Linked DNA regions of Rattus norvegicus: region 1 is linked to region 2. Evidence: chromatin contacts called from public Hi-C data. All regions are on one chromosome and are shown on one strand. The core of a region is the stretch at or near the end of the contact, and the rest is flanking DNA. Distances in the headings are between cores, read along the strand shown. Region 1 overlaps Macrod2 (mono-ADP ribosylhydrolase 2). Region 2 holds the start of Flrt3 (fibronectin leucine rich transmembrane protein 3).

Region 1 (5,502 bases), core at 2,144-4,643, 600 kb before region 2:
GTGGCTCAGGCTCTGGGAGCTCCCTGGAGTCTGGGGAGGTTGAGACTGCTGGTCACTCCTATGGGGTAGCCTTCCCTTTCAGTTTCTTCAATGGTTCCCCTAATTCAACCATAGGGGTCCCCAACCTCATTCCTATGGTTGGGTGTAAGTACCTGCTTCTGTCTCAGTCAACCGCTGGTAGGGCCTCTCTGAGGACAGCCGTGTCAGGCTCACATCTGTAAACACACCATAGCATAGTAGTGCCTTGGTGCACCACCCTCCAGCCCCCAACCCCTGCCATGAGATAAATCCCAAGTTGAGTGGTCATTGGATCTCCTTTCTTTTAGTCTTTTCTCTATTTTTGTCCTTGCAGATCTGGGTCAGGATTTTGGACTGTGGGTTAGTAACACAGTCCCTCCACTTGAGGCCCAATGTACTTCAGGTAGACTCTTCGAGTTCCCTTTCCCCAATGTTTGGCATTTTGGCTAAGGTCACCCCCAGTGAGTCCGAGAGTGTCCCACCTCTAGGGTCTCTAAAGGTTCCTGCCACCTCCCAACCCTCCCTGAGGCAGCTTATTTCCATTCATTCTCCTGCTCTCTGACATTCTCTCCTGTCTCCACCCAGATACCTAATCCAAGTCACCCTTTCCCCTCCCCCACTCCCACCCAGGTCACTTTCTCTGCCTCCAGTGATTATTTCCTTTCCCCTTCTAAGTAGGGTTAAAGCCTCCTTACTTGGGCATTTCTGCTTGTTGCACTTCTTAAGATCTATAGGTTGCATCCTAGGTATTCTGTGCATTTTGACTAATATCCACTTATCAGTGTGTACATACCATGCATGTCTTTTTGGATTTGAGTTACCTCAGTCAGGATTATATTTTCTAGTTCCATCCATTTGCACGTAAAATCTATGATGTTCTCATTTTTAATAGCTGAATATATATTACACTGTGAAAATGAACCACATTGATTCTATCTGTTCTTCAGTTGAGGGACATCTGGATTATTTCCAGCTTCTGGCTACTACAAATAAGGGTGCTATGAATATACTGGAGTGCATGTTCTTGTGGTATGGAGGGTCATGTCTTGGTTATATGTCCAAGAGTGGTATAACTGGGTCTTTAGGTAGAACAATTTATAATTATCTGAGGACTGCCAGATTGAACTCTAGAGTAGTTGTACCAGCTTGCAAATCTACCAGCAATGGAGGAGTGTTTCTCTTTCTCCACATCCTCACCAGCATCAGCTGTCACATCAGTTTTTGATCGTAGCTATTCTGATTAGTGTAACGAGGAATCTCAGGGTCGTTTTGATTTGCATTTCTCAGATGACTAAGAACTTTGAACATTTCTTTAAGTGCTTTTCAACCATTCGAGATTCTTCTGTTGTGAATTCTCTGTTTAGCTCTGTATTCCATTTTTTAGTTGGGTTATTTTGGTTTTGGAGGTTGATTTCTTGAGTTCTTTATGTATTTTGGATATTAGTTCTCTGTTGAATGTAGGGTTAGTGAAGTTTTTTCCCCCAATCTATAGGTTTTCAATTTGCCCTATTGATGATGTCTTTTGCCTTGCAGAAGCTTTTCGGTTTCATGAGGTCCCATTTATCGAGTATTGATCTTAGAGCCTGAGCCATTGGTCTTCTGTTCAGAAAAATTCTCTTTTATTAGATTCAGTATATCTGGTTTTATGTAGAGGTCCTTGATCCACTTGGACTTGAGCATTGTTAAGAGGTCTTTTACCTCTCTCAAATCTGACTTCTGTAGAGGAAGAACTGAGCTTTTCGAATCTATCGCTTCTGGGACATTCTGATTCTATCTTCTATACAGAGTTGTTCCTGAAAAAAATTGCTAGATGCTAAAAGAAATGCTGACCTCTGGGCCTTTTGTGATAGTATGATATGTTAATGGTTTTTGCAATTCACATGTTGCTTTAGTGACCTTTCAAAATTAGTCTTCTTACAAACATCAGTGTCACATATTCTTATTATATGAAGAAGTTGATCCCAGGCTGGGGAAATGGATCAGTGTGTAAAGCATTTGTAGAACAAATATGAGGGACAGAAATTGGATCCCCACAATCCAGGTAAATGCTAAGTGCATGTGGTGACCTAAGATAACAATCTTGGCATTGGTGCAGGAATGGGATAAAGACAAGGGATTCCCCCCTCAGGAAGCTGCCTAGCTAGAGTTAGTGAGTTCTGGGTTCAAATATGAGACTCTGCATTAATATATAATATGGTAAACTCTTTAAGAAGACACCCCAAATTAACTTCTTGTCTGCAGTTGCAGTGATGAACACACACAATTTTGTGGGTTTTTCATGGGGTGGGTAGAGACATGTGTAAGAAGGGTGTGAATGCATACACACAGTCACACACATATCCCTGTACCTTTGTGTGTGTGTGTATGTGTATATATATATATATGTATATATATATATATATGTGTGTATGTGTGTGTGTGTGTGTGTAAACACAAATATACACAAACACATTAGTGACACATACATATACAGAAACCAAGTTAATCTCCTCAAAGCGCCCAGTAAATTAATGAATATCAAATTGGGATGGGTAAAGGAGGGGAGATAGAAAGAAGATGGTAAGCAAGGGCAGAGAGATACAGTGGATGGGAGCAGGATCACACAGTGTTAGGGCCACAGTTCTGATGAATATGCAAATTATCCTAACCTAATCATTAGACACTGTGCATCACAAAATATCAAAATCTACACCAATCAATAGTTAAGATATGGAACAACAACTTAAATAATGCACCATTTTAAACATTAAGTCTATTTTTTAATAATGAAGAAAGGCATGCCCTTCTGTTTTTAAAGGACAGAAAGAAAATAACAACAAAACAATTAGAACATTTTAGGTATCTGGAGTATTAAATAATTTCACTGACTGAGTTAGTTCCTACAGCCTTACCCCAAATATTTCTCTGGCTCTTTCCTTAATGTGTTTTCCAGAAGAATTTCCATAATCAGATGATCACAGTCTAAACACAAAGACAATAAAACAAAGCCCTATCCCTTGACACTCCATAAAAGGTAATACTGACGTCCTAAGCATTTCAGCTAATCCGGGGCATATCTGTTTTGTGTGTCACCGTGGCATAATGGAACTTCAGAGAGCTTACCAAGTCATATGCCTTTAATTAACTGCATGGTTATGGATAAATTCTGAACCTCCTTTTTTCAACTGTCTAAGGGAGATGAGAATCACATACTTTAGTAGGGAGTTGGGGTGAATAACAAAGAGATGAGAGCATAACTGTTTTGATATCTGAGAATATTGTACAAAATATTATTTAATTATTCCAGCGGCTTTCACATCACGTTGACTCAGTGAGTAAGCAGTATGAGAAAGAATCTGCTTGTTGAAGCTTGCAGAGCCACATTCCTTAGTGAAGCACACAGAACAACAAGGAGTTGCAAGGAATTCCCCAGCCTGCTGGGCCAGGGTGAATTCACTGACTGGGGAAGCATGAATGCCTCTGAACTTCTCCTCGAATTCAGAAATAACACGAGAATTGGAAGCATTCATCCTAAATCAGTCCAAACCAATTTTGCTCCCAGCCCTGTGACTGAAACTGAATCCCAGGGAATGTTGCATAATGTATTCTGGATTATCTATGGTTTATAATTAATCAACTTAAACTTTTTATAAAATATATTAAACCATTAAATAAGACAAAATCTATTTGTTCCTGGGACAAGACCTTCAGTACAGAAAAAGTGAAGGTTAATTTACTATGTAAAACACATGTACTAAGAACTGCATGTTGTGTGTGTGTACAGAAGCCCTCAAATGACTCCATCCCTAACAATCATGCATACACAAGTACATGAGTGACCTCAACTGTCCATGAAGCACAGCTGTCCCAGCTTCATTCTGTTGCTGGAACAAATACCATGACCCAAAACAACCCAAGAGAGAACAGGATTTATTTCATCTTACATTTGCAGATTACAGTCCATCATTGAGGGAAGCCTTGGCCAACTCTTATGGCACAGACCTGAAGCAGAAACCAGAGATGAACACTGCTTCCTTGCCCACTTTCGGGCTCATGCTTACCCAAGCTTTTGAGTATAGCCCAGGGCCACTACCCTAGGGATGGTGCAGGCCACAGTGGCTTAGTCCCTCCTACATCAGTTAACAGCAAGATAATCCCCACAGACTGAGCCCCCCAAACCAGTATCATCTAGGTGGTTCCTCAATTGAAGCTTTTCTCTCAGATGACTATAGGTTGCGTCAAAATGGCAAATAAAATGAACAAGGACAACAGCCAGCACACAGAATTGCACTAAAAACATAATTCCTTTTAAATCCCTGAGTTCTAGAATGACTTATTAAATGTCAATGGCTAAAACAAAGAGTGAAATAATAATCTAGAGAAGGACGTTTAGACACTTTATCGTTATTTATCGTTATTTATTCATAATGCGAGCTGGGTCTGGCATTCTGCGTGAATGGGGTTGAGAGATGAAGATGAATTATTTTGTTGGTATTGTTCCTCGTCTACCTTTAATAGTGAACCTCCCAGAAAATTGACAGTGGTTGAGCATTTTTAAACACTCATATATTTTTAAGGTATTTTTTGTATAGTGAGGCTAAGACACAAGATATAGGAGTAAAGGACTATAATTTCAGCACTCGGGATGCTGATCCAGGAGAATTTTGGTGAGTTCTAGGCCAGCCAGGGGTAAAGAGTGAGACCCCTTTTTTAAGCAAAAGAAAAGAAAAGTCTATAAATACAAACCATTCACTTTTATGTGATACTCAGCAGAGGACAGAGCCATCCCTGAGAAAGAATTTTCAAGGTTAGATAACCATTGCTGTGCTCTTCTCTGGGAAGACTGTTTCTCATATTTTCTTCATTCCTTAGTTGCTCATGGTTTTCTATCTAGAATTGAGACTTCTTAGGTATAACTTGGTACACTCTAGCATGTCAGTTCACTCTAGCATGTCTGTTGGTGTTACCTTTATTTAGTTCGTGTTTAGGTTGCCATGTTGATGAGACTCTGTAAGTGTATCTTCCAACACTCCTATATATATATATATATATATATATATATATATATATATATATATAGAGAGAGAGAGAGAGAGAGAGAGAGAGAGAGAGAGACTGGGCTCCTCAAGCTAATTTGGTTGAGGTTTTCTGTGATGTCTCCATCTGCTGCCAAGAGAACTTACCTTGACAAGGGATCAGGTAATTTTGATTTAATAGAAGGTTTTGCCTTATAAGGTGACTTAAAACCCTCTTAAGGGCACAGATATAAAAGCACATAGATTACAATAATATCACTAATGAACCAAGCAGGCAAAGCTCACATGTCAATCAATGAAGGATTCAGTTTATAGACGGACTCCTTCTCCCTTTTGGAGAGCGGAGTATTAGGAACTGATTCATGAGGTATTTGCATTTAAAATATTTCCATGCTTCCAGCAAAGAACATTATTTTATTCTTAGAGGGTCCAGTAGTTAAATTGCAAGTAACTGATCCTTACCCAGCTG
Region 2 (6,105 bases), core at 2,261-4,760:
TCTAAACCTAGGATGTTATCAAAGTGGTCCATTCCTAAGCTGGTTGTTTCCTTTCTGAAAGACATTTTCTCAGTGACAACGTTAGAGTTGTGGACATCTTACAAAACACAAGGAAATGGAAAGTGACAATAAATAGTCTTCAACCCTCAAAGTCTTCTAGGGCTCAATCGGAGTTTAACATGGGAACATAAAGCCATGTGACATAGGAAGACAGGAATCAGGTAGGACAATCTCCTGTTCTCCATGCACTTCCATCTCCTGCCTTCAGAACAACTGCAAAAAGAAGTCGAGAGAACCATGTTATTGACCCTCTTCTAACTCCATTGAATAATACTGCTATTCCCACACACCCGCATGACCCCATCTTAGTAAAAGCAGTCAGGCTCCAAGCTAAAGACTCAGAAATACTAAGTGATTTGTCTATGGTGGTATGGCAAAGACCTAGAGAGCGTCCAGATAGACAGAAGACTCTGAAGGCCATATGCTGAGACGGGGCGGCCCTCCTCACCACACACAGACAGACTTTGAGTCCTTCCTGCTGTGAGACTACAGTCCCCTCCTTCACATAGCAGCCTAGTGGGTATCATAAAGAAAACTGCCCGTCTCCCTTCCTTCAACTAGGACACCCATCCTTTCTGGTGGTCTCTTTCAGAGTACATAGTCGGAAAGCAACCTGAAGCAACCTGTGGCATTTCAGCCTTGCTAGGAGTCTGCAGAGAGTAAGCGTTCAGTAGGCTTACCTGCAACAGAGTTTCAAGGGTCTAATGATAGCGAGAGGTGGAGCCTCCACCCACCTCCTCTCGAAACCCCGAGTATTTATGACTGGTACCTGATAGGTTATTTCTCCACTGGTGATATAAGCCGATATAAGCCGCATTAGATTACATTAAATTCAGGTTTGTTGGGAAGCTGCTCTCAGGTGAGTTTACTGGCTCCAAGGACAGAAGTCAGGGAAGACACCAGTCACCATGGTGTGAGAGAAGGGAATGGGAGCGGGGAGAAAGAGAGAAAAGGCTCACGAATTCACAAAGAGGAGAAGAAGAAGGAGGGGGGAGCAGAGGACGGAGGGACGGAAGAAGGGAGAGAGGGAGGGGGAGAGAGAGAGAGAGAGAGAGAGAGAGAGAGAGAGAGAGAGAGAGAGAGAGAGACAGAGAGAGAGAAAGAGACAGAGAGAGACAGAGAGAGAGAGAGAGAGAGCGCACGCGCGAGCCTCTGGGGGAAGGGCAGACCAGCTGCAAAGCTCAGGGTTGGGGGCAGGGTATGCTAGGTAGGACTAAGGAACGTTGGGACTGCTTTGATGTGTAAAACGTGTACCTCAGTCCCTTTTCCTGGGTCCAAAACCAAACAGTGCCTCTGAGAGTTCTAAGCAGAGTGCTAAGCATGAAAACTTGAATTTGGACTCTGGCACCCACATGGTTGAAGAAAACCTATTCCTGTAAGTTATCATCTGACCTCCACACTTACATCATGACGTGTGGGTCTCTTGGAACCCACACATATAAACAGATAAATGTAATTTAATTTTTTATAAAAGGAATATATATACATATATGGAAATATATGTAAAAGGAAATATGATGGGGAAGGCTCTTTTAGGATTTGCCTCTTAGTACCTTTAGGATAGATTATGCTTTCCACAATTTCTTGCGCATGATACATTTTTAATTCACAGCTTGAAGGCGGGGCAGAATACATAGCTGGCATTCAATAAATTCTTGTTGCCTTTATTTCCCATGGAATGAAACCAAAACAAAGAGCAGGTTACATGAGGTCATATAGTGAATGGCATCCTCAGGCGAGCACCTCTCTCCCAGGCCAGCCAGCCAGCTTGCCTTTAAGATACCTGTGACCCAAACTTCCCATTTATCTCTCTTTTCCGTTGAAGGCTTTCAGGCAGCTGAATGGAGACAGAACTGATTAAATATGGATATAAGCCCACAGGAATTTGGTCAGGCAAAATTTTCCCTTTTAAATAGAATCAACTCTCATCTGAAAATGGCTTCTAGAAAGAATTATTTCAAAAAAAAATTTAATCCAGGTGTTTGATTTTCAGTAACTGAAAGCACTCCTGTCCTTTCTGGAGAGATTATCAGTTACTCCTACTTTTTCCATCAAAACTCAAGCAGCCACCTCTCAGTTTAACTTGCACTACTGAACTCCTCTAAGAAACTGTCTTCTCAATAGAAGTTAAAATGCTAAAGTCCACTTTCATTCAGGGGGCCATTCCTCAGAAGTCAGCTAGAGAGCAATCATAGAACAATAGGTGTCAGAACATCTCTTATCAAGGGGTCACCTTCCACTCATGCTTGGAGGGGAATCCTAAAGGTCAAACCATTGCCAAACACAGGTTAAACGTTAAATGAAACTAACAAATGAAAAAAATGGAAAAAAAAAAAACCTACATGCTCCTAAGACAGACAACCAGCCTTTAGAGACAAACAGAAAATTTCTTAGAGAGGATAAAGTTCTGAACTTGTAAGAATCAAGCAAATAAGGAAGCTAAAGGAAATTGCTATTTGGGTAAATATAGAAACAAGATTCGTCACTTAGGGGAAAACTCACAAGTCCAAATAACAGAAAACTGATGATAAAATTATCCCTGGAAATTAAGGTCTTAAAATCCTGTTAATTAGGCAGAGAAATCTCAGTGTCTTGCAACTGTCAATATTTATTCATGTACTCAAACTAAAATAATTTAATATCGGAAGAACTATCTCTAACAGATATTTTAAGGTATTGATGACTGAAGCCAGGCTCAGGGCAGCAAAAACCATAAAAAGAGATTCTGGATAGTCTCAACCTTTTTAATTTCAGAGAAGAAGTAGGAGTGATTGTGTCTACCTAGTTCTAAAGTAGAGGGACGCCCTTATGCACACATGTAGGCGGTCTCTCTAGTAGTACATGAAACATCCTTCATTATGTAAAAATGAATATGGAAAAAACCTTTCTACTTTCCAATAAGACTGCTTTCTTCAATAATCTTTATTGTTCTCCTTAAGTAAATCAGCATTTGACCCTGCTTTCTCTTCATTTGCCAAATAAATATTAGTTAGGATTGCCATCCTCCATTCTCCAAAGTTATAATATGATTATAATGTAATTAAAAATAATCTGACTTTCATTAACTTATTTCCAATATAGATGACTTGGGCCTCAGACACCAGTTTCTCTACTGTGATCTTATAAATATCCTTCTAGCATGCTTGTGTTTCTCTGGATGTGCTACCACCACCCTGTAGTAGTAAACTTTAGGGAGCGCAGAGATTCCAGAGTTGCTGCCTACAAACCAAATGGCATCTTGGCTTTGGCAAGCCGAGAGGCTCATTTCGGCTTCTCTCACCCCCTCTAGCGTTGGCAAAGCTCATCTGTCTGATTATCCAGTTACCTCACTGAACAAGAGCTGGGCTAAGTCCTGCCCACCTATGACATCACCCCCTTCCTCAACCACTGCGAGGTGAAGCTTTAAACTTCAGACTTAGAGGTGGGCTGCGCGCAGTCAACTGGATGCTCTCGCGCGCAGTCCTCAGCGCAGGAGTGATCTGAAGCAGGACGGGCTCAGGCTGCAGCTGCTGTGGCTTTGTGTGCACTGGATGCCGCGCTCCGGAGACGGGGGAGGGTTTTTACTTCAACTCACAGGCAATGGAATTACAGCTGTAGCAGCAGGGTATAAAGGATTGCTTTTTCCCTCGTCTTCCTGGTAAGTGTTTTCCATGCTTTTTCTTACCATTGTCCCAGAAACTTCGCTTGCTGTTACTCTCTAGAAAGAAATGACTAGCTTGGTTCCATGAGGGATCCAAGTAGCCACGTTTGCTCTGTCAGCAGGACGGGTCAAAGATGTGCGTGTGCAAGCCAGCGAGGGAAAGTCTGACAAAATAGCCGAATGTGAGAAGTTTCTCACAGACTTAAAATCATTTTTTTAAATAATAAATAGCTCCGCTCTGTTTCAAGCAATTGCTATCCGCGCAGAGCTTCACGGAAAACTGCAAGTTGGAAAGTTGAGCGTTTGAGATAGACTAGGAAAGGCAGATTTTTCTCGGCTACAAAAACGAAAGGTCGCTAACTTGGTGTGTACTGTATGTGTGGTATGATCACCAATCGCTGTTTCTATAACTGTGAAAGAAATCAATCATCCTTCAGCCCATGAGTACGCAGTACATGAAAAGCATACATCTTGCTCGCAGCCAGCGAAGCTGCGCCGGGAGACTGAGATGCCTCTGGAGAGGATTAACAGCTACACCTAGATTTGAAAGCTTGCACTGCTTAGCCAGCCCCAGCTCCTTCAGGCATTTCCGGCTCGGGAATCTCAACTAGCAAATCCAACTCAGAATCTCAGGCCAAACCATATTCCCAATCCCGGAGAATGTCAAAGCCTATGGCTTGGGCGAGTGTGGAATGTGGCTAGCATAGTAACCGGGTAGTCCACTCAGAAAAACTAACAAAGCTCACCCTGGAAGCTGCCCTTGATGTATGCAGTGAGGGGAGCAGGGGACGGAAGACTGGAGTCCTCATCAAATAGCAAAGGCAGAGTGTCCCTTTACTTGCAATACACAGTGGAAAATCTTATATTGGAACAAATGCGTGTAGCAAAGCTTCCAAAAGGTATTTAAATATATCTAATTTTCTTAAAAAAATGTTTTTCAGTAAATTATGTCTGAAACAAAATGGTTGCATAAAGGTAAAGAGTGCAACAGGCCAGTCTTTTCTCAACATTGGGAGGGGGGTTATTTATTTAGAACTAAAGGGAGATAGAAAATGTTGGTGTTTTTCCAATTATAAAATCAAATGGTTTTAATAGTTATTTTGATTGTTCTCAATAAATCTATGCTTCAAAATGCACACATTTGCTATGTTATTAGGATGAAACATGGTCAAAGCCGTGAAAAGTGCTCCAGTAGTAGCTATTCCTTTATTCATCCCTAACTGCATAAGAATACCCTGACCAGTATAGACAGAAAGGATGAACCTGTCAGCCCCCAGGTCACAGTCACTTAAGCTGACTCAGAGTGACAGGTGACTGACACCCATCTCTTTGGAAATGAGTAAAGAAGGCAATCCTTTTAAAGTGCTATAAAATATTATCATTACTACAAATATTAACAAGCATAATGTTATGACTGCGCAAAGACTTAGCTTCAAATATATGTGCATATGGATACCTGTATATCTACATATTTATCAGCCTACAATGAGGAAAAGGGTTAAAAATGTCATTACATGTGTTCAACTAAGAAACAAACAAACAACAAAAACCAGTTTATTCTTTTACTAGAGAACTCCCAAGGGTCAGAAACTATATTAGCAAATGAATAAACATAGAGAATTCATTAATAGGGTAGTCTAATAGTGGCATCGATCAGTTATTAATTGGGCTTTTTGTTTTTCTGCATACCCTTTGTAAAATCGATTCTGGTTAGGTTCAAAATGCCCAATTAAACAATTCCTGAATCTAACACTTACGAGATACAGCCAATAAAATTTTTTTTTACAAAAAATTACAGAAAATTACAAAACAAAACAGGAAATTTGTCATAACTAAATGTGGCAGCTAATAGAAGCTATGTTTCTTTTGCTTTCAAGTGTTAATTAAGGAGCCTCCGATTCTATCAAAACTTTTTCAGAGCTAAATGAAGCGGTGTGAAATAAATTTGGTTGAAATCTTGTGGCTGTCAGACTTTGTTAGCGAGCTATTAATTATCTTTACCCCAGTTTCTTCTCTGGCTGTATTGCCCAATCAAACAGAAACTCCAATTATACTCAGCATCTCCTGCCCAGGGACACAAGACCCTAATGAACAGTCAGTCCCTCCAGATGAAAAATACAATTATCAGTTTGAAACAGGCAAGCACAAGCAATGCAGATTCTCCCCTGTGCTTTTCTTGGCCCAACATCCCAAGGCCAAGATTATTGGCCATTTTCTGGATTATTTTGAATGGTTCTAAACCCAACAAATGTTAATGGCTGGGAGTATGCCTTATTTTAATAGGAAATGTTTTTTCCTTGCATTTTAGTTACGATAGGCTGATGTTCATATGAATATTAAATCTAGTCATTTAAAAACATTTAGTATAGAGTTGCCATTTTAGTCAGTCTCAACTCTCGTCCCTT

What was found. A called contact is a pair of places that touch in the nucleus more often than the background predicts.
Region 1: a Hi-C map of Schwann cells shows a contact between it and region 2, with 4 times the contacts expected there. The contact joins the enhancer-like site here to the promoter of Flrt3 in region 2. A contact is called at or near these places in 3 of 12 Hi-C or Micro-C datasets (the Rat2 cell line, Schwann cells and mammary epithelial cells).

The regions. Positions count from the first base shown.
Region 1 is chr3:149,058,167-149,063,668 of GRCr8, reverse strand. All of the region lies in intron 5 of Macrod2 (mono-ADP ribosylhydrolase 2), which reads right to left. LOC134486164 (a long non-coding RNA gene) reads right to left here. Exons shown (of 2, transcript XR_010064918.1): 2 at 1-5,502. Among named protein-coding and RNA genes, the nearest start is that of Flrt3, 600 kb to the right of the region's middle. Within about 2 kb of position 3,393, at least 10 of the 93 cell types and tissues checked have an H3K27ac peak or open chromatin away from gene starts, as enhancers often do. A contact at or near this core is called in Schwann cells, where this site is marked.
Region 2 is chr3:148,458,810-148,464,914 of GRCr8, reverse strand. It overlaps Flrt3 (fibronectin leucine rich transmembrane protein 3), which reads left to right and starts at 3,510. Exons shown (of 3, transcript NM_001126291.1): 1 at 3,510-3,697. The region is part of intron 3 of Macrod2 (mono-ADP ribosylhydrolase 2); the gene reads right to left.